Linked DNA regions of Mus musculus: regions 1, 2, 4, 5, 6 and 7 are each linked to region 3. Evidence: chromatin contacts called from public HiChIP or PLAC-seq and promoter capture Hi-C data. All regions are on one chromosome and are shown on one strand. Each heading gives the region's core, a stretch centred on a gene start, on an enhancer-like site or on the middle of the called end of the contact. The rest is flanking DNA. Distances are from core to core; before and after follow the strand shown. Region 1 has its middle 7.3 kb from the start of Gm41405. Region 2 holds the start of Atf1 (activating transcription factor 1). Region 3 holds the start of Acvr1b (activin A receptor, type 1B). Region 4 holds the start of Tns2 (tensin 2). Region 5 holds the start of Krt18 (keratin 18). Region 6 holds the start of Eif4b (eukaryotic translation initiation factor 4B). Region 7 holds the start of Soat2 (sterol O-acyltransferase 2).

Evidence for each region. Promoter capture Hi-C pulls out the DNA fragments that hold promoters and counts their contacts. HiChIP or PLAC-seq counts read pairs in DNA pulled down with a chosen protein or histone mark.
Region 1: an H3K4me3 HiChIP or PLAC-seq map of forebrain shows a contact between it and region 3, with 6 times the contacts expected there. The contact joins the enhancer-like site here to the promoter of Acvr1b in region 3. A contact is called at or near these places in 4 of 39 promoter capture datasets (cranial neural crest, embryonic stem cells, hippocampal neurons and 1 more) and 3 of 115 datasets of contacts at active chromatin or transcription factors (embryonic midbrain, forebrain and pancreatic cancer cells).
Region 2: a promoter capture Hi-C map of pre-B cells shows a contact between it and region 3, with 4 times the contacts expected there. The contact joins the promoter of Atf1 here to the promoter of Acvr1b in region 3. A contact is called at or near these places in 2 of 39 promoter capture datasets (the C10 cell line and pre-B cells), 1 of 484 Hi-C or Micro-C datasets (CD4 T cells) and 1 of 9 other capture datasets (liver).
Region 4: a contact with region 3 is called in a promoter capture Hi-C map of 3T3-L1-derived adipocytes, with 4 times the contacts expected there. The contact joins the promoter of Tns2 here to the promoter of Acvr1b in region 3. A contact is called at or near these places in 12 of 39 promoter capture datasets (the 3T3-L1 cell line, 3T3-L1-derived adipocytes, the C10 cell line and 7 more), 1 of 484 Hi-C or Micro-C datasets (bone marrow-derived macrophages), 2 of 115 datasets of contacts at active chromatin or transcription factors (fibro-adipogenic progenitors and kidney) and 3 of 9 other capture datasets (adipose tissue, embryonic stem cells and liver).
Region 5: a promoter capture Hi-C map of hematopoietic stem and progenitor cells shows a contact between it and region 3, with 4 times the contacts expected there. The contact joins the promoter of Krt18 here to the promoter of Acvr1b in region 3. A contact is called at or near these places in 12 of 39 promoter capture datasets (the 3T3-L1 cell line, the SN4741 cell line, cranial neural crest and 5 more), 2 of 115 datasets of contacts at active chromatin or transcription factors (both in embryonic stem cells) and 1 of 9 other capture datasets (embryonic stem cells).
Region 6: a contact with region 3 is called in a promoter capture Hi-C map of pre-B cells, with 9 times the contacts expected there. The contact joins the promoter of Eif4b here to the promoter of Acvr1b in region 3. A contact is called at or near these places in 18 of 39 promoter capture datasets (the 3T3-L1 cell line, 3T3-L1-derived adipocytes, the C10 cell line and 12 more), 1 of 484 Hi-C or Micro-C datasets (B cells), 9 of 115 datasets of contacts at active chromatin or transcription factors (the 230-238 cell line, bone marrow-derived macrophages, embryonic fibroblasts and 3 more) and 4 of 9 other capture datasets (adipose tissue, embryonic stem cells, liver and 1 more).
Region 7: a contact with region 3 is called in a promoter capture Hi-C map of hippocampal neurons, with 2.6 times the contacts expected there. The contact joins the promoter of Soat2 here to the promoter of Acvr1b in region 3. A contact is called at or near these places in 10 of 39 promoter capture datasets (the 3T3-L1 cell line, the C10 cell line, the HPC-7 cell line and 5 more) and 2 of 115 datasets of contacts at active chromatin or transcription factors (bone marrow-derived macrophages and pancreatic cancer cells).

Annotation. Positions count from the first base shown.
Region 1 is chr15:102,050,875-102,054,374 of GRCm38.p6, forward strand. No RefSeq gene overlaps it. Among named protein-coding and RNA genes, the nearest start is that of Gm41405, 7.3 kb to the left of the region's middle. Within about 2 kb of position 1,362, at least 147 of the 459 cell types and tissues checked have an H3K27ac peak or open chromatin away from gene starts, as enhancers often do. A contact at or near this core is called in embryonic stem cells, forebrain, hippocampal neurons and 1 more, where this site is marked.
Region 2 is chr15:100,226,590-100,230,187 of GRCm38.p6, forward strand. It overlaps Atf1 (activating transcription factor 1), which reads left to right and starts at 1,270. Exons shown (of 7, transcript NM_007497.3): 1 at 1,270-1,493.
Region 3 is chr15:101,171,922-101,175,356 of GRCm38.p6, forward strand. Acvr1b (activin A receptor, type 1B) reads left to right here and starts at 2,151. Exons shown (of 9, transcript NM_007395.4): 1 at 2,151-2,314. The coding sequence starts at 2,224.
Region 4 is chr15:102,100,879-102,104,335 of GRCm38.p6, forward strand. It overlaps Tns2 (tensin 2), which reads left to right and starts at 2,056. Exons shown (of 29, transcript NM_153533.3): 1 at 2,056-2,283. The coding sequence starts at 2,209.
Region 5 is chr15:102,026,599-102,030,082 of GRCm38.p6, forward strand. Krt18 (keratin 18) reads left to right here and starts at 1,618. Exons shown (of 7, transcript NM_010664.2): 1 at 1,618-2,076; 2 at 2,868-2,950; 3 at 3,225-3,381. The coding sequence starts at 1,681.
Region 6 is chr15:102,072,280-102,075,970 of GRCm38.p6, forward strand. It overlaps Eif4b (eukaryotic translation initiation factor 4B), which reads left to right and starts at 1,494. Exons shown (of 15, transcript NM_145625.3): 1 at 1,494-1,684. The coding sequence starts at 1,672.
Region 7 is chr15:102,148,528-102,152,295 of GRCm38.p6, forward strand. Soat2 (sterol O-acyltransferase 2) reads left to right here and starts at 2,048. Exons shown (of 15, transcript NM_146064.1): 1 at 2,048-2,185; 2 at 2,579-2,634. The coding sequence starts at 2,107. It overlaps Igfbp6 (insulin-like growth factor binding protein 6), which reads left to right. Exons shown (of 4, transcript NM_008344.3): 4 at 653-985. The coding sequence ends at 775.

The sequences.
Region 1 (3,500 bases), core at 112-2,611, 880 kb after region 3:
CGCTGATAACATCTTGGTTTTCTCCTACACATCCTGGACCTGTGGTTACGTGTCTCCAGCTGCACTCCCTGACTTATGCTTATATGCCCATAGTTGCCTTTCAATAAAAAGACTTGAGACTTGATCAGATAGCCTGTCTTGTCTCCATTCTTCCAGTCTCTTGTTCCTCAGTCCCCACTCTCTCTCTCTCTTGCAGACACCATTGACTGACCTGCGGACCAAGAAACCGCAAGTTAAGAGCATTCGTATCAACATTCCAGAGGACCTGAGTTAGATTCCGAGCACCCACCTCAAGTGGCTCACAACTGCTTGTAACTCCAGCTCCAGAGCATCTGAGGTCCTCCATGGACACACACACACACATACACACACACACACACGGACACGGACACGGACACGGACACACACATGTGACACACACATATAAACACATATACTCATATACAAGATGGCTCAACAAAGGTGACTAGTCCCAAGTCTGACAACCTAAGCTCCCTCCAGGGACCCTCGTAGTGGATAGATTCCCAACTGCTCAAGTTTGTCCTCTGACCTCTATACATGCACCAAGGCCTATGTACACAGACACACACACACACACAAATAGATAAATGTAATTTAAAATGTTTAATAGTAAAAATGAAAATATATAAAGATTTTGTATTTATCACATACCCCCAGCTTGTGAGGCTCGAACTTACAGACTTTGTCAAACTATAACAGAATTTGTGTTTGAGACAGGATAGCTTGCTCCCTAGGCTGGCCTTGAACTGGCTATGTTACCAAGGAGGACCCAGAACCTATCCTCCTGGTTGCGCATGCTGGGGGTGGGAGGATGGGATTTTCATTCGTGTGCCACAAGATTGATTTAAAAACAAAAAACAAACAAACAAACAAAAAAACCCGACCCTTACATGAGCACGCACTCCAAAATTATTTAATTCTTCTTTGGGTAATTATGATAACAAAGAGCTCCCACGAACTTTTCTTGGGAAATTGGTGTGGGGTTGTTGGAGCGCAAGACTCGAAGGTTCTCTCCAGTCCAAGAGCTATCTGGAAATCAGAAGATCCTTCCAGCTAGGGACTGTCGGGAAGCGAAGAAAGGAGGCGCAGAAAATGTGCCCCGAATTCCAATAGACTCAATGAGACCAGGAGCCTGGAGTTGCTGAGCTGCGGCAGCGGGGGGGGGGGGGGGGCGCGGGGGGGAGCGCGGGGGGGCATTTGGATCACGGCATCCATGCGCCACCTTCTGACTACAGAGCATGCGCAGCTGAGCCGGGAGGCAACCCGCCCACCATGCACCCCGTACCCAGAGTCCCAGGACGCGGTGAGGCAAAGGGAGGGCAGGCAGAAACGCGGCTTCCCCACGCGGTTTGGGTCGGGACTGACTGAGCATGGCGCAGAGCCCAGGCTGCTCTTTAAGCAGGTGCGCCCTTCCAGCCCCGCGGCCTCACTCCAGCTCAGCTTGGGTTCAGCACCTTTCTTATCGATCATTTTGGCAGTGGCTCCCACCTGGGCACAAGCCCGTTTTCTCTTCCAGTTCCTCGTTGCCCCTCAGCGGCGCCCAGCCAAGAGTGGGGCTAGTGAGAGGTAATCCCATCACTTCCACGTGTAACCCCAGCACTTCAGACAGACAAGTAAATCTCAAGAGCTGCCTGGCCACCCAGCCTAGTCAGGCAGCTCCAGACCCTGTCTCAGGAAACAAACAAAACAAAACAAAAAGCAAGTGAATGGGCTAGAGAGATGGCTTTGCTTGGTGGTTTTGAGCACTTCTTGCTCTAGCAGAGGATCCAGGCCTTAACCCCAGCACCCACAACTTTCTATAAATCCACTTCCAGGGGATCTGCCACCCTCTTCTGACCTCCATGTGGTGAACATACATACATGCAGGCAAAATATCCCTACACACAAAATAAGTCTTTAAAAAGTGGAGGAGGCGGGCTGGAGAGATGGCTTAGCGGTTAAGAGCACCAACGGCTCTTCGGAAGGTCCTGAGTTCAAATCCCAGCAACCACATGGTCTGAAGACAGCTACAGTGTACTTACATATAATAAATAAATCTGAAAAAACAAACAAACAAACAAAAAGTGGAGGAGGGTAGCAAGTCAGGCTGTGGTTGCTCATGCCTTTAATCCCAGTACTCAAGAGACAAGGCAGGCGGATCTCTGTGAGTTTGAGGCCAGCCTGGTCTACAGAGCGAGGTCTAAGACAGCCAGGACTACACAGGGAAACCCTGTCTCAAAAAAACAAAAACACAAAAAGAGAACATTGACTCCTAGGGAACAAAATTTGAGATTGATCTCTGGCCTCCATATAAACATGCATACAGGGCTGGAGAGATGGCTCAACGGGTAAGAGCATTGACTGCCCTTCCAGAGGTCCTGAGTTCAAGTCCCAGCAACCATGTGGTGATCCACAACCATCTGTAATGAAATCTGACGCCCTTTTCTGGTTTGTCTGAAGACAACTACAGTGTACTTACATATAATAAATAAATAAATCCTTTTTTAATTACTTTTTTTGGTAAAATGCATAGAAAAAAGTAAGGTATATCAGGTGAGAATATATCTTGTGTGAAAAAACAAATTATTATTCTTTTATGAAAATACATATGTGTATATTGTATATACATACATTTGTATATTTCATTTTACTTTATGTGTATGAATATTTGCCTGCATGTGTGTTTATGCACCACATGAGTGTCTGGCTCCTGATGTAAGTCAGAAGAGCGTATCAAATCCCCTGAAACTGGAGTTACAGATGGTTGTAAACCAGTATGTGGGTGCTGTGAACCAAACCCAAGCCCTCTACAAAACCAAGCCGTCCTAACCATGGAGTCATCTCTCCAGCCATAATGTTTTGTGTACTTTAATTTTAAAACATTTAGAATCCCCAGGACAGGCTGAAAGTGTAGCTCAGTGGTAGTTCTTGTCTCATGGGTTCATGGTGCTGACTTCCACCCTGGTGCAGGGGGCAGGGCAGGGGGGACGGGGCATCAACGCAGAGTGCTCAGTTCTCTCCTTTGTTAGGTCTCATCTGGATCACATAACCTGTTCTTCCTGCTGCCTCCAGCAGCACCTGTGCTGGAACGTTCTGTAATAATGGCCTCTGTGTATTCAATAGTCACCAATCATATACAGCTTTCAATGTGGCTGCATGAACAAAGAGATGATTTTGGAATGTCATTTATTTTACATTTTAAAATGCACACCAGTAGCTAGGGGGCTAATGTTCCTCACTGTATTAAGTAGTGCAGTGCACCTCAGGCTGTAAGTGTCCGTGAGCAGAGATGGGCTTGCTCAGTATCATATCCCAGACTTAGGTCATTCCAAACTGTGTTAAGTCACCAATAAATGGGACATTTTTAGTTTTGAGTGGTTTGAGGTGTGTGTGTGTGTGTGTGTGTGTGTGTGTGTGTGTGTGTGTGTCTGTATGTGTCTGTGTGTGTGTGTGTGTGTGTGTCTGTGTGTGTGTGTGTATGTCTGTGTGTGTCTGTGTGT
Region 2 (3,598 bases), core at 20-2,519, 950 kb before region 3:
GCTACATAAAAAATAAATATAGGCCGGGCGTGGTGGCACACGCCTTTAATGCCAGCACTTGGGAGGCAGAGGCAGGCGGATTTCTGAGTTGAAGGCCAGCCTGGTCTACAAAGTGAGTTCCAGGACAGCCAGGGCTATACAGAGAAACCCTGTCTTGAAAAACCAAATATATATTTATATGTGTGTACACACACACACACACACACACACACACACATATATATATCTTTAAAAGAAAAAATAAAGGTTTGGAGGGAGGAAAAGAGAGAAATGATAATATAATCTCAAAAAAAGGACCCCTTTTAAAAACACTATGGGTGATGGAATGACTGCTGCTGGCCTGTTGTTCAGGCCAGGCTGGTATCTGCAAGCTTTCCCCCGACCTTACTTTGTAGGTCACTTTCCATAATGTTGAGACTCTGACTTAGTGTTGTACTTTCCATAGTTTTTTAAGACAGGCTTTCTTTGTATAGCCTTGCCGGGCCTGGAACTTTCTATGAAGATAAGAGATAGCACTGTGCCTGCCAACCCAAAGTGCTGGGGTCAGAGGCACAGCTGACCACGCCTGGCAATTTCCATAAATTTGATAGCGACTCCAGAGAGGTTGGGTAACTAGCCTAATCAGTCAAAACCCGAGTACTTCTATTTAAAGGTAGTCATCGGCCTTAGCTTTATTGGGCAATATTTGCTGAATCACGGTGCCTGGAGTCTAATAAGCCCTTCTAAACGCTTCAGTTTTACATCACATCGTATGTTCTGAAGGCTCAAAACCAAAGTCTTCACTCACCCAGTTATTAGGAGGGAAGGTGTCAAATACAACTTCTCAAAACATTTGATAATGCACTTTGTAGAGGGCATGCTAAAAACAAGCAAGCGAGCGAGCAAACCGCTATGATGCCCTAGCAGAACCTTGCCAAGGCTGAGATAAAGGCATCTGTATGAAGGTCAACTCCCCACAAGGACATGCTAAGTCCTTTCCGAAGCACTAAGATGGCAGCGCAAGGTTTTACAGTTACTTAAACAGAGCAGGTAGCCGAGGGTCAGCTGTCCCGCCCGCGAGAGAGGGAGGTCAGGACCCCGCGCCATTGCCCCAAGATCCCCGGAGCTCCCCCAGCGTCCCCGTGGCGGCCCGCGCGCTCCCGAGCTCGCCAAGATGGCGGCGCTCACGTGACCACGCGGTGACGCAGCACGCCGGCGCGCAGGCCACGCCCCTCCCCACGCTCCCGCGCACTCCTCGGCCGCCCCCCCCCCCCCCCCCAGCCCCGGCCCCCGGCCTGTGCGGATCATGCCGCCTGCGACGCCCCTCGCGGCCGGGAAACGGTAGCCGCGACGGTTGGCTCTCGAGTTACGCTCTCCTCCCGCACCCCGCCGACCCCTGGGACGCGCGCCACCTCGCTGCGGTGCGCGGCTGGCAAGTGAGGAGTAAAGTCGGCGCCGCCTGGGACGGGGGAGTGGAGCTTCCTGCCCCGGGCAGCGGCCAGGCGGCCCCGCGGGTGAGTGGGGCGCGGCGGAGCGCGAGGCGGCCCGGGCGGGAAGGCGGCGCCGGCGGGGACGCAATGGCGGCCACGCGCCGGCCGGGGGTCGCGCGCGGCTCGGCGGGCGGTGGGGGAGGGGCGCGGTGGGGGTGGGGCCGGCCGCGCGCTTCCGGTCGCGCGCGTCCCGAGCGCCCGGGCGTTAGGCTCCCCTCGCCTCCGCGGGGCGCGTTGGGAGAGGCGCCCCGGGCCTCCCGCGCTCCTTGGCTCGGCCCGCGCCGCATGGAGGCGGGAAGAAAAGCCGAGCGGCGGCCTCCGGCAGGCTGCAGACGCCGCGGCCTTGGGCTCCCGCCTCCATGACTGGGAAAACCGAGGCAACCCGCCCTGTGGCGGGGCACGGCGTTCCTCTCCTTCCGGGAGTCTCGCCGCTGGCCGCCTAAGTTATGATAGAAACTTAAAAGAGTCTCGGTAGCCGCCTTTTCTTTTTGAGACGGGATTTGTTGCGAAGAGTTCATGGTGCAGGACTTCCAGACGCGGTCGCCGGGTCCGGTTTATTATAGCGTTTTTAGTTTTGCCTGAGACAGGGCTTACCAAACTGGCCTTAAATAAATTTATATATACATACACACACACATACATACATACATACATACATACATAGTCCAGGTTGGCTTCGAACACGGCTTATGTTAGGATTTTTTGTTTGTTTTTTTGTTTTTCTTATATGAGTACACTGTAGCTGTCTTCAGACACTCCAGAAGAGGGAGTCAGATCTCATTACAGATGGTTGTGAGCCACCATGTGGTTGCTGGGAATTGAACTCAGACCTCTGGAAGAGCAGTCAGTGCTCTTAACTGTTGAGCCATTTCTCCAGACCTTCAACATCTTTTTCAAGGAAGGAAGCTAAGACGCCTTTTCCTCACTCACCAGCTGAGAAGTCTCTGTACTTGATATTTATTGATATTTACTGTTCACTCGTGACAGTCTGCTGGTCACTGAGCACACTTTACTGCAGACAGGCACTGCCTTTAGAGAGCTTAAAGCTGGGAGAAACAGGCAGGCTAGTAAACATAGCTGTTAAGTAATTCAGAGATAACGAGCCAGGCAAGACAAATGTATTAAAATAGGACCTGATCCAGGCGTAGTGGCACAAGCCTTTAACCCCAGCTCAGGCGGCAGAGGCTCTAAAGACCAAACCAACCTCCTACCCCTCACCCAGGAAGGAAAGAAAACCACAGGACTTGGTACAGTAAGGAATGGCAGTAAGAGGTATTGCTGGGCCAGGAATGGTGGTGGACACAGCCTAGCTTCTGGGTTTTTGCATCCTAATGTGAGATCTGAAGTAAATACAGTTTCTTTAGGTCTCATCACCACAAAAACAAATCTCTTCTCTTGATATTTCACGTAGAAAGTCGCTTTCTTTGTAGGATTTATTAAAAGCACCTTGCCTTGGGCTAGGGATGTAGCCTGCTCTGTAGAGGACCTGGGTGTGTTGGCAGGTTCTGCTTAATTGAGGCAAGCGGGGATGTCTGGAGAGTCAAGTTCAAGAAAGGTCACCCTCTGCTATGTATCAGGTTTTGAGGCCAATCTGGGCTATAGAAGACCCTGTCCTAGGAGGGCAGTGCCTTGCCTTGTGTGTGACAGCCATCCATAGCCTGCGGACTTCTCCGTTTCCAGCATCTTGTTGGTGATGCATTTGGACTGCATTTCATTGCCTTCCTGATTCTGCCCAACTGTGCATCATATTATGATAGCTGCTACTTGGAACTTAATTGTTTTTATAGAAAATGTACTCAGATAGTGTATTTTGTTTAAAAAGGTGTCATTTTGAAAAGCAGACTTTAGGGCTGGCAAGATGCTCAGTGGGTAAGAGTACTGACTGCTCTTCCAAAGGTCCTGAGTTCAGGTTCTGGTGGCCATATGGTGGCTCACAACCATTCTTGATGACATCTGATGCCCTCATCTGGTGTGTCTGAAGACAGCTACAGTGTACTTAATTTGTAATAATAATTAAAATCTTTAAAAAAAAGAAAAGCAGACTTCAGTCAAGCATGGTAGGACATACCTATGGCCTTTTTCTTAGCACTCAGGAGGCAGAGGCAGCCTGGGCTTTAAAATCCTGTCTA
Region 3 (3,435 bases), core at 901-3,400:
AACAAGCACCTTTACCTGCTAAGCTATCTTGCTGGCCCACCACCTTACCTTGAACAGATCTTTGTTGAACTTGAAGCTTGGTTGGCCAGTGAGACTCTGGGGTCTGCTTGTTCCTGCCCTCCTACTGCTAGGGCTCACAGATGTGAGCTGTGCACCTGTTTTCTATCTGGGTGCTGGAGATCTGGACTTGGGTCCTTGTAGTAACACAGTGGGCACTTTACCAATTAAGCCATCTCCCCAGACTTGGATGTGGAGACACAGGCTGGGAGAGAAGACTGCCATGTGAAGATGGGGCACCAAGGATTCTGGGAACTACCGGAAGCTCAAAGGGAAGGAGTCATTTCTGAAGAGTTTGATGGAACGTGGCCAAGTGATTTGGGGTTTCTAAGCTTCAGAGTAAACAGAGAATAAATTTGTTATGTAATGCCAACTTTGGTCCAGTGGCCCTCAGTACTGTTGGACCACAGCTGGGGGCCTAAAGGAGGATAGATACAGCATAGTTGGGTAGACCAGTAAGACAGACTTGGAGAAGTAGGCTACTTTTGGGGGGCAGGTCATGATTGAGGGTAAAAAGAATAAAAATGGTGGTGTTTATTTACCCAGCTATGCACTAAGCACCAGTTTGACTTTCTACTTGTGTGTGTTTGTGTGTTGTACCTGGGGAATGAGACCAGAAGTCCTGTTTTCCTTGGGTTCTTTGTGTTGGAGACAATTATAAGGTAAGATGTCAGAACAGCGCCCCCCACCTTTGTTTGTTTGTTGGTTGGTTTGGGTTTTTTGTTTGTTTGTTTGTTTTTGAGACAGGTTTCTCTGAGTAGTCCTGGCTCTTCTGGGACTCACTCTGTAGACCACACTGTCCCAGAACTCAAGAGATCTGCCTGCCTCTCCTCCCTCCCTCCTTCTTGACGGTCTTCTCTATCCCTTGGTCTCACACATGAAACTATCTATGACTTTGAAAGGCTAAGATGTTGCCTGTTTTCTCCTAGTTGGTTATCAGAAGCAGAATACAGATCCCAAAGTCTCTTGTGAGCTCTTCAGAAAGATACGGGATCATTTGCCTTTTATAAGTATTTCCTACTAGGTTTGAAAGTAATGTTTATCTGGAAACTATTTAGAAGTTACTGGAATACTTAAAGGAGAAACAAAAAATTATTTCAGCCTGCCTCTGTGGCACACACACCTTTAGACCCAGCACTTGAGAAGCAGAAACAGGCAGTTCTCAGTGAGTTTGAGGCCAGCCTGGACAACATAATAAGACTCTGTCTCAAAAACAAACTGAAAACCTTAGTAGTAATATTGAGTAATATCGTTCCCTTTTCTCCTACGCATACATGCATACATATCATCCACAAAAATTTATTGTAAAGGTTGGTGTTTACATTTTCATTTAACATGGAGTAACATTTCCTCGCGCCATTAGTTTTTGTAAACCGATTTTTAATCACTAGTGCTCCTTCACATGAGTGAGCCACAGTTTATCTAAGCTTCTATGATTGCTTCTCTAGTTTCCAGCTTTTTCCAATGATAAATAAGCAAGGGAACATTTTGCGTAAATATTTAGCCTCATTATTTCCTGAAGACAGACAGGAGGAAATGCCGGGCAAATGCAATGCGTTTTGTGAAGCTGTCTGATAGGTGCTGTCACATTGTTTCCCAAAATGGTTCTACCTGGCCAGCACCCTCACCAAGGCTGTCAGCCGTGCCAGCCTAGCTACATTTCGAAAACACAGACGCTCGCTCGCACAGGTAGTTGTGTCCAGCTCGCTGCAGCGGGAGGGAGCCTCGAGGGGACGCCGGTCAGGAGACTCTGGCGACGAACCCAGCGGGACACAACGGGCCGGAGGGTCGGGGCTGGGGGAAGGAAGGAGGACGGGCGCCGGCGCGGCCACTCCGCGGAGGGAGGAGGGAGACTGTCGGTCGGCGGACCCGGCCTCCCCCGCTTTCGGCTCAGCTCCGCACGGGTGCGCGAGGTTGGCCGAGGCGAGAGCCTCCGCCCCTTTAACAGGGACCCTCCCCTTTAAGGCGGGCGCACGCGCGCACCCGGCCCCGCCCTTCGGGGGCGCGCGCGGCGGCGGCCGCACCGGCTCCCGGGAGCTCACGTGCCGGCGCGGAGCGAAGGAGCCGGGCGCGCGCGGGCGGGCGGGAGGAGGGAGGGAGGGAGGGAGAGAGGCGCCGGGGGCGCGCGCGCGCGCTGGGCGCTGCTGGGCTGCGGCGGCGGTTACTATGGCGGAGTCGGCCGGAGCCTCCTCCTTCTTCCCCCTTGTTGTCCTCCTGCTCGCCGGCAGCGGCGGGTCCGGGCCCCGGGGGATCCAGGGTGAGTCCGGGGCGGGGATGGGGGGGGGGGGCGCGGGATACAGACGGCCAGGCGAGGCCTCGCGCTCGCCGTGGGGCTCGGGCGCGCCCCCTCCCCAGCCGCGCAATATGGCCGGGCGGGGGGCGCGGAGGGCCGGGGTGGCGCTGGGTCAGCCTTGGGGACCCGCGCGCTCTTCCAGACGGAGCCCGACCGGGGCGCCCAGGGGGTCGCGCCTCCTGCACCCTCCGCTCCCACCCCAGGCTTCCTCGAGATGTGGAGGTCCCTGGCTCCTGCCCTTCAGCGCGTCCGTGCGAGGGGGGTTATTCCCTGCCAGCAGATGCTCCTGGGGGCGCCTTTTCTCCCGCCAAGATTGTGGGGTTCGACGATGGGGGGCTTGTTTCTCCGATGTGTTCTGTTGCCGAGAGCCTATGCGTACCCTAGGCTAGGAGGGTAGGGGTCTCTAAGCCTCCCTTCATCATGGGGTGCCCCTACCCTCTTTCCCCTGCCACCCTGATGGTCTAGGCACCGGAGTCACATTCCCCCTTCTTTCGCTCAGCTCCTTGGGTTCTGCAGGGCACCCCCCTCCCACCCACCTCGGATATCCATGCCTGTAGACGCTGTTTGGAGGAAATGGGGCGAGCAGGCCCCTAAACCTTTTTGGAGATTGGCCTCAGAGCCATTCCAACCCTGTGAAAACCTAGTTCCCCAGCTGTTAATCTGAATCTAGGTGTATGTGTGTTTGCATGCCTCCTCACCTCCCCCACCCCGCCCCAGGGGGCCCATTCAGTTAATCACTCCGAGGATGCTTTTCAGGTGAGATCCTGAAAACTGCTTCCAACCCCCCCACCCCCAATTATTTAAAGACCCCCACGGTTGGACCGTCTCCCTGGCCCTTGGTCAGTACTTTTGCCTTGACACACAGTCCCTCCTCCCGGCACCCACCCTCCACACACACCCCTTACCTTCCAGCCTTAAGGGCCTTGTGTGGCCAGGCCCACCCCCACCTTTCCCAGTACAGAGGTGGAGACGTTTCTGTGGGACACTACACCGGCTGTGTTGTTTATGAGGCTTGTGAGGCTGGGAAGAGCCGGTGAAACCCTAAAATATTTCATCTGGTAGTATTCTCAAATGTGCTTTGGCAT
Region 4 (3,457 bases), core at 806-3,305, 930 kb after region 3:
ATGCCCGCGGCAGCTGGCATCAATGTTGCGGCCCTGGCCTGGCAGAGTGCATGCAAACTTTTTCCTCTCTGTTTTCTCTATCTGAGACACTGAGGCAGAATGCAGACACAGATGAAGCTGATTTCTCCTTTTAACCCTTTTCTACTTCTGCCCTACCTAGATACCCCCTAGGTCCCTCTAGACACACCCTTGAATCCTACCTCCCTTCCCCTCCCTCCTTTACTGGGCCTCACTCCTCTGTGGCCCGGCTCCGGGCCTCTCATCCAACCACAGCTATTTCCAGGAAGGAGGGGTGTGTGGGTGGGTGGAGGGGTTTCTCCAAACAAACCCAAGGCTTCAGAGTGAGAGGGGGCCCGGCTGGGGAGAATCAAAAGAGCTCTGGAATATTCCAGGCAGGAGGTGGGAGGTGAGGATCTGGTAATGCTGCCATTCCTCAGGCACTGTTTGCCCTCAGCTACTTTCAGAAATACTCCACACTCCCTGCGGTGGGGACGCGCAGAGCCAACTAGACACTTAACTTTCTAGATCTAGGTGGGCAGTGTAAGTTCAGTGAGGGCAGAGGCTGTTTGGGAACCTGTTCCAGAGGAAAAGACTTTCAGTCCCACCAGAGGTTGCAGATGTAGGCCCATGTACCATAGGAGCAGAGGGGAAAAAAAATTGATCAGGGGAGGCGCTGCAGTGATCCATCTTCCCCAGCAGGGCTGGGTGCGGAATCAGGACAGCCCCGGTTGCCCACCTGGCCATCGGCCTGGAATGTCCTGGGACACAGCCAGAACTCAGGTGGGGATTGCAGAGCCAGGGGCCCTCTCCAGTTACAGCACGGTGCCCCACCCCTTGCCACTCACAGGGCCTTCTAGCCAGGGTACACTGGCAACGATGGGCTTCCTAGAGAACAGGCATGCAGCGGGAAGAGGCCTCAGACTCTTCAGTCTGACAGGTCTTCTGAAGGATCCCTGGGGAGGACTAGAGCAGCCCTTCATCTGTCAGATGGGCGTGAGGCAGAAAGAGGAGAGTCCTGTGGGACCCTGCAAGAGGTGCCAGAACTGGAGGAGTTGCACTGGGACATTCAGTAAATACCATGCAAATGAGGGTGACACGGTGTACATTCTTTCAAATGACAGCTAGCTACAGCATTCCAAAGGCTGCTGTCTAGAGCTTGGGCTGGGAACCCCCAGGCTGTTGACCCTTGTTGTAGGAAGGTTGTTCCATCCTTTCCAAGGGCCCCATACACCTCCTTCCCTTGACTCCTGGGACAGGAAGTTGGCCCTATTCCCAGGAGGGAAGCAGGAGGCCCTAGAGAGGGTGGAGTATGTGTTGGGAGGGGGCCTCCTGTCCAGTCCTCGGGTCCAGTGACAGCCACAGAGGAAGGAGAGACAGGCCAGAAGAGCCATGAAGGTAGCGCTCAGATTCTGGTGGGCGGGTGGGGTCCCCAGTAGAACCTCAGGTGCAGGATCTGGGAGCTAAGCCAGGAACTGTGGGTTGTATCTGGAGAGGAGCAGCTGGGGTGTTCAGGAGGAACCTCCAGTGCTTTGGGTTACAGCAAGATGGACCATTCCTGTAAGCCCTTAGCCCTTCCCGCTGGAACTTGGCGTTGAGGAGGGTACTATAAGATCCTTCTCCCGTCTGACAGGGAAGTTAGCCCTCATCCCTAACTTTCTTTCACCCTGAGGATGTGGAGTGCTGGGCTGTCAGGGGTACTGGTTCCCAGCAACACTCCCTTCCCACAGGAAATCCCAAGGGAGCATGAGGGTTCAGGCTAGAGACTGGCCGGGGACACAGTGTTCTCCACTGGCCCTTGAGCCCTGCCCTGAGACCTGAATTCCCACCCTGTGCCACTGGCTGATTCCAGGGCTGGATCTCAGGACTGCAGACCCCCTGCACACAGTGGCCCACTGGGTGGGAGGCAGCTCCAGAGATGGGGAGAGCCAGAGATCTTAGGCTGACACTCCCAGCAGGGTAGATCCTGGGAATCTGATCTCCTGGCCTCCCCCACATCCTCCCCCACCCCACTTCCTGGAGCAGCGACCTGCCCCCTTCCCGCCTGCACTTCCCTCCACTTCCAGGGCCAGGCTTCTCCACACACCAGCCAGACAGCCTCCCCTCCACCCAAGGGAAGCGGCTGCCTCGGCAGGCTGCTTCCAGGAAGCCCCAGGCCAGGCCCCAGCATTGTTCAGGCCCTGCAGCCAAGAGTCCAGCCAGCCAGACACCATGAAGTCCAGCGGCCCTGTGGAAAGGTTGCTCAGAGCCCTGGGGAGGAGGGACAGCAGCCGGGCCACCAGCAGGGTAGGAGTGCCCACCAGCTGGGCAAAGGTGGGGCAGGGTGGAGGTGCGGACAAGGCGGGAGGGCCAGGATTCAGGCCAGACCAGACCCTCTTCCTAGTTTCAGCCTCTTCTCCTGGCTGGCTCAGCATCCCCCTCCTCTTTCTTTCGCCTGACCCCCTGAGGTGGCTAGGGTAGGGTAGCAGTGTGATTCTAGCATCTGTTTTGACTTCTCTGTGTATTTCCTGGCTTGAGCCTGGATAGGCCCCGAGGGTTCAGCTAAGAGCTCAAGCCCTGACCTCCGGGGGAAGCTTGAGGGAAAAGGTATGGGAAGAAGGCAATGAGGGAAGGGAGGGTGCCTTCTACTGACGTCATCTGCACACGACGTCATCATCCACAAGTGCGTCCAAGTGTCCTGGTGGGTCTCGCCCCCAGTCGTTAAGGGACCAACGCTGCTCCCATGTTATTCTCCTCTTCACACTACGGTGGGCAGATCCAGGGAGAGGAGGGGACAGCGGGAGCTTGAACACACAGCGGTGAAGAATGTGCAGTGGAGTGGTGGGAGGAGTGAGGGAGATTGTCCACAGACTCTAGATAGGAGGGATGAACTGGGGTGGGAGGGGTCAGAACTGCAGTGAAAACTTGCAGTGAGTAGGGACTAAGGGGGACCTGGACAACTGGTGGCAGCCCAGCCAGCCACTGACCTCACTACCTCTGGGTGGGGAGGGGGCATCCGGAGAACCTGGCCACCCCTGTCATAACATGCAGAGGCAGCGAGGCAGCTGCCTGTGTGTCCCCACTGCTATTCCTCCTTCCGAGCGAACGTCTTAGACAATTGCTGCCTGCCGCCTCAGTGCACAGAGAGTAAACATGTTGTTCTGACCGTGGGGGAGGGGGTCATATTAGCTGCCTGGAGCTTGGGGACACTGAGAGCCAGGGGCTCAGAACTGGCTGCAGTCAGTCTGGGTATTATGTGATAGTGCTTGTGTGTCCTGGCCGTCAGCTCACAGTATACAAGCCTCTTGTGGGGAGGGCAAGATGGGAGGAGAGTCAGACCCCCCACTCTGCCAAGATTCAGAAAGCCCTCACATTGGAAGTGGGGGTGTGTGTGACAAGGACATCACATAGCTCCGCCACGTGAGAAGTCCTGAGTGAACCCTTAGGGAGGAGTTGACCCAGCCAAGGTGACGCAAGGGGT
Region 5 (3,484 bases), core at 368-2,867, 850 kb after region 3:
GGTTCTTCGTAGCCCCTCCCCCTCCCCCTTGCTCTTCTGATTTTACTTTTCTGTGTGCTCGCACTCACACAGTCAGTTCAGCTGGCCGCTCGCTCGATAAGGATCAATAGGTCCACTCCAGAGCAAAGAGCATGGCCACAGGTATAGCAAACACCAAGTCCTGCCGGAAAAACGGGCTCCTGGTGCTGACCGATTCCAACCTCAGGGTTTCTCCCTCCTCATTCAGCAGGAGTGGTCATCCAGCTGGCGAGGAGGGGGTGCGGGGGTGCAGAGGGGCTCTTTCCCCCAGAAAACAAGCTGGAAAGCCAGAAAGCATTATAAAAATTGACCAGGAAGGACCGAAGAAAAGGCCCGGGGAGCAGGAGAAGGGGACAGATGCAAGGGGGTGGCAGAGGTTGAGGTGGGGGATGGAGAGGCAGGCAATCTGGTTCAAACTTAGCTGTTTCTACATATCTGGTCTATGGACTCAGACCCCAACCTGTCCAGACACAGTATAATCTACAGGAAGGACAGTGGTTCTCTCTTCCTTGCTGTTCCCATAGCTACTAGAAGGTGTCTAGCAAATACTGGTTAAATCTATGTGCTCTTGGGTTGGCTGTGTTCTCAGCTGGTAAAGTGGTCTGCCTGAGGAGTATGAGGCCTTGGGTTTGGTCCTCAGCACCCTGTAACCTGAAAGTGATGGAGTCTCATGCCTGGGATCCCAGCACTTCAAAAGTGGGACGGGAAGATCAGGAGTTGAAGGCCATCCTCAGCTACATGGAAAGTTCAAGACCAGCCCGAGCTACATGAGACCCTGTCTCAAAAAAGAAGGAGGAGGAGGAGGAGGAGGAGGAGGTAAATGGTAGGTGTCCAGACATAGGGATACCTCTTCTACATAATCACAAAGGCCCCGATAAAGCCTCCAGGGAATGAGTTGAATGAGGACATGTGTACCCACGCGTTTGAGGATATGTATTTCCACGGTTCCCTATGGAGCCACAGCAGTGTCTTGGAACCATGGGGCCGGAGCAGAAAAACCAAGAGACCTGCCCTCAGGTTCGTGTTTCTCTTCTTTTTGAGCTCCCAATTTTCTTTCCCCAGGATTCCTGGGGTTCTAGGACTGCCCCCAGACTTAAGCTGGCGACATGCCACAAAATCTTCACCCTAGTGAACCCCTCTTCTGTCTGTGTAAATGGAGTTTGTTTGTTTGTTTGTTTGTTTGTTTGTTTTCGAGATAAGGTTTCTCTGTGTAGCCCTGGCTGTCCTGGAACTCACTCTGTAGCCCAGGCTGGCCTCGAACTCAGAAATTCGCCTGCCTCTGCCTCCCAAGTGCTGGGATAAAGGCGTGCGCCACCACGCCCGGAATAAACGGATATTTAAAACGCCATTTTTTGCCCTGAAAACAGACACTCAGGGGCTAACACCACCTGCTATCCTTTGTGCACCCCTTAGTTATCCACTCCCTGTGTCGGTGAGGATGGCAGGTATGCTGAGGGCGTGTGCAGAAGTGGAGAAGGGCTGCGACCTGTTAGGTCACAGGAATCCCGATCCTGGCGCCCCCGGCTCCGGTGGCTGGGGCGTGGCCTGCTGGGGGAGGTCCCTACCTCCTCCCGCGGCGATATAACAACAGGTCGAGGACTGCCACCCTCCGCGGCGGAACTCCTGTTCTGGTCTCTCGCTTCGCTCTCCTCTCCAGACAAGATGAGCTTCACAACTCGCTCCACCACCTTCTCCACCAACTACCGGTCCCTGGGCTCTGTGCGAACTCCCAGCCAGCGGGTCCGGCCTGCCAGCAGCGCAGCCAGCGTCTATGCAGGTGCTGGGGGCTCCGGGTCCCGGATATCCGTGTCCCGCTCTGTCTGGGGTGGCTCTGTGGGGTCCGCAGGCCTGGCGGGAATGGGTGGAATCCAGACCGAGAAGGAGACCATGCAAGACCTGAACGATCGCCTGGCCAGCTACCTAGACAAGGTGAAGAGCCTGGAAACTGAGAACAGGAGACTGGAGAGCAAAATCCGGGAACATCTGGAGAAGAAGGGGCCCCAGGGCGTCAGAGACTGGGGCCACTACTTCAAGATCATCGAAGACCTGAGGGCTCAGGTAAGGGGCCTAAGGGGGGAGGGGCAGTAGCTCCGGGCTGTTCTGTCTATCCAGTGTGCCCACACCCCCAAACTTGAATAGAGTGTGGGCTGTTGACTCCCTCCACTCTTTCCACATTCACCACATCCCCCCACACACACTCTATGGGACGGAGTTAGGAATACTCTGGACTCTCACCCACAACCTGTAGGAATTCCAAGCGTAGTGGTTACACACGCGAGCCGGCTTCCCCCAAGCAGTGTAGTGGGAAGAGAACAGGATTGGAAAAAAAATAAAATAAAAAGGTGTGTGTGGGGGAATCATAAAATGAACTCAGACACTCACTTCTTTTCCAGTAGGAACAGTTAGAGGGTTAAGCGGATGTGGCTAAGGCTGAGTCATCTAGGAGTAAACAGGAGCTTACCTGTAGGAGGGGCCAGCGGGACAAGTGGGGGGGGGGGGCGCGTCCCAGGACGGGGGGGGGGGGGGGGGTTAGCAGGTGCACCTGGAGAAGATGCCAGGAGAGGATCAGAGAAATCTTGTTGGAAGCTGCTCTTTTGTAAGCAATCCAGATAGTGCAGGCCCTGGCAGAGGGGCAAGGAATCCAGGAAGGGAGAGGAGGCTCAGGTGGGAAGGGAAGACAGAAATACACGCCTCTGACTGTTCCTGGGACTGGGATGGATTCACTGAAACACAAGACGTGTTTTCTCATCCCCCACTTCTCCACACACACACACACACACACACACACACACACACCCTCATGTGACCCGGAACTCTCAAAGCGACTCTCTCCACTTTAATCCACCCAGATCTTTGCGAATTCTGTGGACAATGCCCGCATCGTCTTGCAGATCGACAATGCCCGCCTTGCCGCCGATGACTTTAGAGTCAAGTAAGTCCGGGGCTGCAGCTGGAGCTAAGAATGGCCTACTCCCAGAACTGTATTAGAGTAGGGTTCCTTCCTTTCCGAAGTTTATTCAGGTTAGGGTTCATTGACTACTGAGTTAGCTCTTCATCTGTGCAGCCCAGTTTAAGCAAACGCTCCAAGGCCAAGAATCGTGCTAAGGGAATGACTCCGTGACTGTTTATGGTGGGCACGGGGCTAGTCTATGGAGGTGGCACTGGTTGAGAAGGTTCAGGCCCTCTGATCACCTCCACTCCTTCAGGTATGAGACAGAACTAGCCATGCGCCAGTCTGTGGAGAGCGACATCCATGGACTCCGCAAGGTGGTAGATGACACCAACATCACAAGGCTGCAGCTGGAGACAGAAATCGAGGCACTCAAGGAAGAACTTCTGTTCATGAAGAAGAATCATGAAGAGGTAAGCCGGGCCACTGACCAGGCCTAGGAGCTAAGGGCCAAGACTAGGCGGGCCAGGCTGCCCCCAAAGCAGCCTAGCATGGAAGCAGAAGCCCCGGCTGTTA
Region 6 (3,691 bases), core at 244-2,743, 900 kb after region 3:
ACCTTGACAAATGATCTCGTTGTCTCTTTGTAGCCCAGTCTGATCTTCACTTGTTCTGTAGTCAAAGCTTGCCTTCCACTGATCTTTCTATCTCAATCTACCAAGCACGGTGATTACCACTTTTGTATGTGGTGCTCCATACTGAGCTAAGAAAAGTATTTCTGTCTTCTTGTTTTGTTTTTGTTTGGTTGGCTGGTTTAGGGGTTATTTTGTTTTGTTTAGTTTTGTTTTGAGACAGGGTCTGTGTGTATGTAGCCTTGGCTGACTTGGAACTGGATATGTAGACCAAATTAGCCTCAAACTCTCTATACATAGAGATTTGCCTTTGTCTGCCTTCCAACTGTAGGAATTAGAGATGTGTGCCAGCTGGGCATGGTAATGAATACTGTTAATCCCAGCATTCAGGAGGCAGAGATAGGTGGCTCTCTGAATTTAAAGTCTTGCCTGGTCTACATAATGAGTTCCAGGACAGCCAGTGCTATGTAGAGAGACCCTGTTTCAAAACACCAAATTAAATATAAGTAAATAAATTAATTAAGGGTATGTGCCACCATGCCTGTTTCTGCAAATCATTTTTTAAAGTATATTTATTTTTATTTTATGTGCATTGCTGTTTTGCTGCATGTATGTCTATATGAGGGTGTCAGATCCTTTGGAACTGGAGTTAGAGTTGTGAGCTGCCATGTGGGTGCTAGGAATTCTGGAAGAGTAGTCAGTGCTCTTAACCGCTGAGCCATCTCTCCAACCCCTGTTTTTATTTGTTTGTTTTTTGTTTGTTTTATGGTTTGTATGTTTTAGGGTCATAAAAAAATTTTAGGAGCTGGAATTGTGGCTCAGTGGCTAAGAATGTTCCCTGTTCTTGTAGAGGGGCAGGCCATCTGGAGTTGTACCCAACTGCCTTTTACTCTATTAGCCTACTTACCTGTAATGTTTATCATTTGTAGTATTTTATTCAAGGTAGTTTTAATCCCTTTTTATATCCACAAATGTCTGTTAAACAGTGCCTGGCACGTGGCTGGTGTTCAATAGTTTCACTTTTTGAAATATATATTTTTAAAAAAAATGAAGCATTCGCTGTAAGAAATGTGGCTAGCCACTCGGTGCTGGCCCTTGTCAGTCCATTGGAGGGTTAAATGAGGCAAAAGCCCATGGTTCAAATGTTACCTTCTTAATTGAAACCATTCTACGGAACATTATATTTTCTTTGTCTTTACAAAAAGTGATTTAAAAAGAAACTCAGAATCTTCCCTTCGGAAAAAATCAATTGTGGCACACCCATTCTAGATTCCAAGTCCACTCTGTTCCATAGAATCAGCAAGTGCGACCCCGCCCTTCGCGCCGATCCAGCACCCACAAGTCTGTGCGCCAGGAGACTCCGCCCCGGGCGCAGATCGGACCGGACGGCCGCGCCGGGCCCGACGTAAAGCGAAGGGTTTCGCGACAGCTCAGACTCCACCCCTTCGGCCACATGTCGCGCAGGTCTTCCCGTCGGACGCCGCGCCACCCCCTCGCGCTGCTTTACGAACCCAGCGCGGCGGCGGCGCCCCGCCTTCTGCCTCCGTCCTCGGCTCCCCGCCCCCTCCTGGTTTCACGTCTCCAAGCCCGTCGCGCCCGCTATAATCACGTGACTGCCTCATCCGGGTCCTTTGCGTTCTCTCTCCCTCTCCCAACATGGCGGCCTCAGGTGAGTGAGCGGCCGAGCGTGGCCAAAGACCAGGCTCGGAAACAGCCTCCGGGCTTGGTCCGCTCCTTGCTGGAGGTCGGGGGCAGGAGGCACCGGCTCCTTTCGGACCTGGGGGCAGCGGCAGGCTAGCGGCATGGCCGCTTGAGGTTACCGCCTCGGGATGTCTAGGGGGAGGGGAAGGCCTTCCCCTCCCCCTCACACCCTTTTCACCCCGTTGCGCGAGGTTGGAGTAGGCAGAAATGGTGGACCCTGCCTTCAATTGGAGGAGGCAGCACAGAGAGACGTGCGGGAGGCGCGAGGCTCTCAAAGGCGTGAAGCACCGCGCCCGCGCCAAGGCGCGGGTGGAGGAAGGAGGCGGTTGGCGCGCGGACCGGAACACATTGGGCCGGGTCTCCAAGGCGCGAGGCCGTTGCGGACCCTCGTGGGGGCGGGGGGGTGCAGTTAGAACGCGAGCGCGAGGCTGTGGAGGGGCCGATGAAAGCAGCGGTGCGCGTGCGCGGCACGGGCGACGAGGCGAGGTGGTGGAGAAGGCGCGCCTCAGAAACACGCGCTGCTGGACTCCAGATGGGAAGCCTGGATGGACCTGGCTTTTGCTCGTTTATGACCTTGTACTTTAAGCTTTAGTCGGTTTGGGAGCGTGGCACGGCCGCTGTACTCCCAAGCGAACGCATATTAGGTTTGGCCCCACTATAGTTGGGGGTAGGGAACCCAGGGTGCTCCCACGTGTTAGGTGCTGTAGGGATAGACACCTAGATTTCTCCTGTGCCTTTTTCTTTCCACCTCTTGATTCAACCAACAGTTTTTATTGAGTGCACACTATATGCCAGGCAGAGGTGGGGAAGGAAATCGGGGCGTTGCATTATATAGAACTTCCATTTTTTGGGTAGTTTTAGTGTCAGGATTCAGCTTTTGTCATTTTCCCAGATAACTGGGAAACTTCCAGAAGGTGCTATTAAAATAGTGGCTAGAGGTTCTGCGTGCGTTTGTTTGTTTGGTGGAATGTATATTCCCTGCATTGCAAGTGAGGTTTGTGGAGGTCGTTTCGGGTTTTGTTTTTTTGTTTTGTTTTGTTTTCCAAGTTTTTTGCTTTTTGGGTTTTTTTGGCATTTGCAGTGGACCTGTGAATACCAGAGGGCTTTTAGACACCCAGCATTAGTTTTCGTTTTAGTTTATTTTTTATAGCATAATCTGTTAAAAATACCTTTTGGATTGCTGTGCCTAAACTGTGCGACAAGGTCTCTCATTTAGCTCTTGACTATCTGACCAGGCTTGCCTTGGGGTTGTTGGGATTAAAGGTGTTTAGCAACACGCCTGGCAACATTCAGTGTCTTAACCAGAAGTCCATCTTTTCTAATATTACAAGGAAATCGGGTTCTGTCTTTGGAAAACTTTCTCACTGAATCTACTGCCTTCGGCCATGAGAACTTCCTTTCCTCCCCTGCATTGCTGGACATTGAACAGAGTTTTTGGCCGTGCCAGGCAAGCACTCCAAGCTAAATCCCCAACCCTGGGTAACAGCTTTTGTTAGTAGAGCACTTAATTGAACAAGCCTGTGAGAGCATGTAAAGAACTGGTGGTTTCTCCAGCTGAGGAAAAATTGCTCAAAGATTTGTCGAGGGTCACGTTGTTTGCAGGTAGCAGATCAGACAGAGTCACAGTCCTGGAAACACCAGGTTCCTAGCTGGGCTCATTAAGATTGTAAGTACAAGAACGAAGTTGGAATTGATGGCTAAAAGGATCGTCTACAAATTACAAAAACGTATTTTAATCAGTGAAAAATACTCCTTGGCTTAAAGTTTAGTGTCTTAACTAAATGAGAAATCTAGATGAATTTCCTCTTGGGAGATTCTTAGTGGTGAACGACATAGCTGGACTGGGGAGATGGTTTGGGGCACTTGGTGCCAATGCTGTCAACTTGAGTTTGAAGAATCCTTGTAGTAGAGGTGGGAGCAGACTCCTGCAGGTTGTCCTTTAACCTGTGTGCAATCAAAAAATAGTCAAAAGTTA
Region 7 (3,768 bases), core at 798-3,297, 980 kb after region 3:
CTTCCAATTTTAAGACCCACATAGATATGAAAAACATCAGGAAGATTGTAACTTCAAGACTTGCCTAGGCTACAAGTGAAGGGCTGGTAGGAAGACAGAGGGCTGGAGATTTCCACAGGAGATCTTTCCATGGACTTGAGGAAGCCTGGACCAGGCAGGCTCCTAGAATTCTGAGTGAGTTCAAGTCCAGCCTGGGAAATTTCACGAGCCTCTGTCTCAAAACAAAATGTAAAATGAAAAGAAGTTTATAGCTCGTTGGCAAAGCTCTGCTTAGCAGTACTGTGGGCTCCATCTCTAGCGTGATCTGAAAGAAAAACAAAGGCCAACAATTGCAATGGGAGACTTAAAGTCTCTTCTAGGATAAGGCCTTGTGGTGGCCTCAAATGGGAGCCCTGGGGAATCACCTGGAGGCGTCTGAGCTGGTGCTGGTGGAGCCCCTTCTGCATTTTGTGACTCAGTAGGTCTGGGCTAGCCTGTGAACACAAGTTTCTAACATAAGTGATGTTGGGCTGTTGACAGAAACTGCATTTTGAAAGCTATTGCTCTGGCCTAGCAGAGTGGGCCCTATTCAGTAGGTAAAGCAACTAAGAGCTCTCAGATGCTTTCCTGCTCAAAGCCTGGACCTCACCCTGACCTGCACCTCTCTCCCCAGTGTCGTTCCTCGCAGGGGAATCGCCGTGGCCCCTGCTGGTGTGTGGATCCGATGGGCCAGCCTTTGCCAGTGTCTCCAGATGGTCAAGGAAGCACTCAGTGCTCTGCCAGGAGCAGTGGGTGAAGCCCCGAGGGAGCCTCCAGGACGCCAGCAGGAACAGGGGGCTGTCATTTGAGCTGTATGTGAAGCAATGAATAACTCTGTGCCCCAAGACCCACCTTCACGCCCCACCCCATTGTCCCTGTCACCCTTGGGCCTTTACACAGCTAGTTAGAAAGATTGCTGTTGGCTTGTGTACTAATAAAACAGTATTGGGGGGGTGTCTCTGGCTTACGTCTCTGCGTCTGTCTCATTCAGATCTGGGGCCTCGTGCTCACTGTCTCCCATTGGTCATAGTGTTTCTACCTTCCCTGCAGAGCACAGCCAGCCTCTTCCATTGCCCTTGGAATACAGTAGACTGCCACTGCCACAGGCAGCAAGCCCTTTCTTTATCCTCACCCGGATACCCACCCGGAGCTCCCTTGTGGGACTGACTGAGATCCTGGCCTCAGTCCGAGATCACAGTGATTACAATCTTGCTTCTATCACTGACCTCTGGACTGATGGAGGAGGAGGATTAATAGTTAATCCCCAGCAGGAATTTGCCAAAGTGGAACTCCCAAGGCACTCACCTGCCCTACTGCCTACCAGAAAGAAACAAATGTGCTCAGGCTCTGTATGGTTTATCCAGACTACCTCCAGACTACCTTATTTGTGCTGGCAATCACCTGATGACGTAGGGACATTTTGTCCCATAATTTTTTTTTTTTTTCAGAAGAAGCTTAAAAAGTTTGGTCCACTTTCCTGAAGTTACATAGGTAGGCAAGGCAACCCCTGGCGCTATTTACTGTTGAATAAGTGTGTGTCTGCCCTTTCTGCTTATGTGGTAACCCAAGGTGTAGGGAAGAGCTGACACTGAGGGGCCTCGACCATCACACATGACACAAATAGAGCTCCTGACAAAAATATTGTTGCACACACATGTCACTACAGGCCTCATCCTGTGCCCTCAGAAAAATGACTACAAGGTACACGAAGATGTTTCTGGTCCCTCCCTGACCTTCAGTCTTGGTAGAGAGAGCCAGGAAGAGCCAAGCTATGTGATAAGCCTCGGGGAAGCAAAGTCCCCCTCACAACCTGATGCACAGACTCACTCCCGAAAGTGAAATAGCAATAGCGTGAAGCTGATCATAGTGGTTGTGGTGAGAGAGCTGTGAAAGCCACAGGCAGGGCCAGAGTATGAGAAACACTGCCTGCAGATAACCTATCTAACCCTCAACGGGGCTCCGGAAAGGACTTTAGTCCCTGGAGTTGTCAGATCTCTGAGTGGGACACAAGCTCTGTAGGTAGATTGAGAAAGAAAGAAAGGAAGAAGACAGACAACAGCTGTGTGCTGTCCGCTCTACACTGGCACCATGCAGCCAAAGGTGCCCCAGCTTCGGAGGAGAGAAGGGCTGGGAGAGGAGCAGGAGAAGGGAGCCCGTGGAGGAGAAGGTGAGCCGCCCTCCCATCCCCCACGCTCCAGACACTCAGGCGGGCCTGAGATGGGTGTGTGTAAGAGCTAGCCGCTAAGGCCACTTCCTTTCCTCTGGCTGTTCTGGGAAGCCAGAGAAGGCAGTTTCTGCCCTTTTCCCCCCAGCACGCGGACTGGCAATGGAGAAATGTTCAGAGCGTGGTTTGGCCTTCATTAGGGGTGAATGGAGTACTTCCTTGTTTTGGGTCCCCTGTTTCCAGCAATTGCATCAGGCTCTTTCTCGCCACTGTGTGTGTCACTTCCCTGGCTAGTGGCTCTACCCACGATTCTAAATATTGACTGGGAACGGAGGCTGTGAGCACACAGAACACCTAACTCCTCCCTAGTGAGTCCCCTTTGGTTCTTCCTCCTAGGGAACGCAAGGACACACGGAACCCCAGACTTGGTGCAATGGACTCGACATATGGAGGTGAGGGATCACGGCAGTCATAAAGGACAGGCTGGGGATGTGGCTAAACTTGTAGAGTGCCAATCTACCTGATGCGCAGCACCACATAAAACTGGTGTGATGGCAACTGGTGTGATGGCAACTGGTGTGATGGCATACAGCTGTAATCCTAGCACTTGGGAAGTAGAGACCAGGTGATCCGTAGTTTGAGGTCACCCTTGGCCACACAATAACATCCAAACCAGATTGGGCTACAGAAAACCCTGTCTAAGAAATAAAAAGTAGCCAAGGCAGTTGTGGTACATGCCTTTAATCCTAGCACTTGGGAGACAGAGGCAGGCCTGGTCTACAGAGTGAGTTCCAGGACAGCCAGGGCGACACAGAGAAACCCTGTCTCAACAAACAAACAAACAAACAAACCCCCCCAATCATTATTTATCTAAGATTTATTTATTTATTTATTTATTTATTTATTTATTTATTTAATGTATATGATACACTGTAGCTGTCTTCAGACACACCAGAAGAGGGCATCAGATTCCATTACAGATGGTTGTGAGCCACTGCTGGGAATTGAACTCAGGACCTCTGGAAGAGCAGTCAGTGCTCTTAACCACTGAGCCATCTCTCTAGCCCTATTATTATTATTATTATTATTAGTAGTAGTAGTAGTAGTAGTACTGTGTCTATGTGTGTCTGTCTGTGTGTGTCTGTGCATTCCTCTGTGTGCATCTGTGTATCTCTCTGCGTGTGTGTGTGTGTGTCTGTGTGTATATGTCTGTGTGTGTCTGTATGCGTGTATCTGTCTCTGTGTGTGTCTGTATGTGTGTATCTGTCTGTGTGTGTGTATGTCTGTGTGTATCTGTGTGTCTGTATATGTCTGTGTAATTTTTAGAAGTCAGCTCTCTCCTTCCACTGTGAGTTCATGATCAAAATCAAGTCACAAGGTTTACATAGTAAATTATTTTACCCACTGGAATATCTTAGCAGCCGCAGCTTTTGTATAAATATTCAAAAACCTCACTTAAATTGTCTGGTAACATTGTTTGGATAATGCCAACCTAGATTTCTTTCCCCTATCCACAATTTTTTTTCAATTTTTATTAGATATTTTTTCATTTACATTTCAGATGCTATCCTGAAAGTCCCCTATAC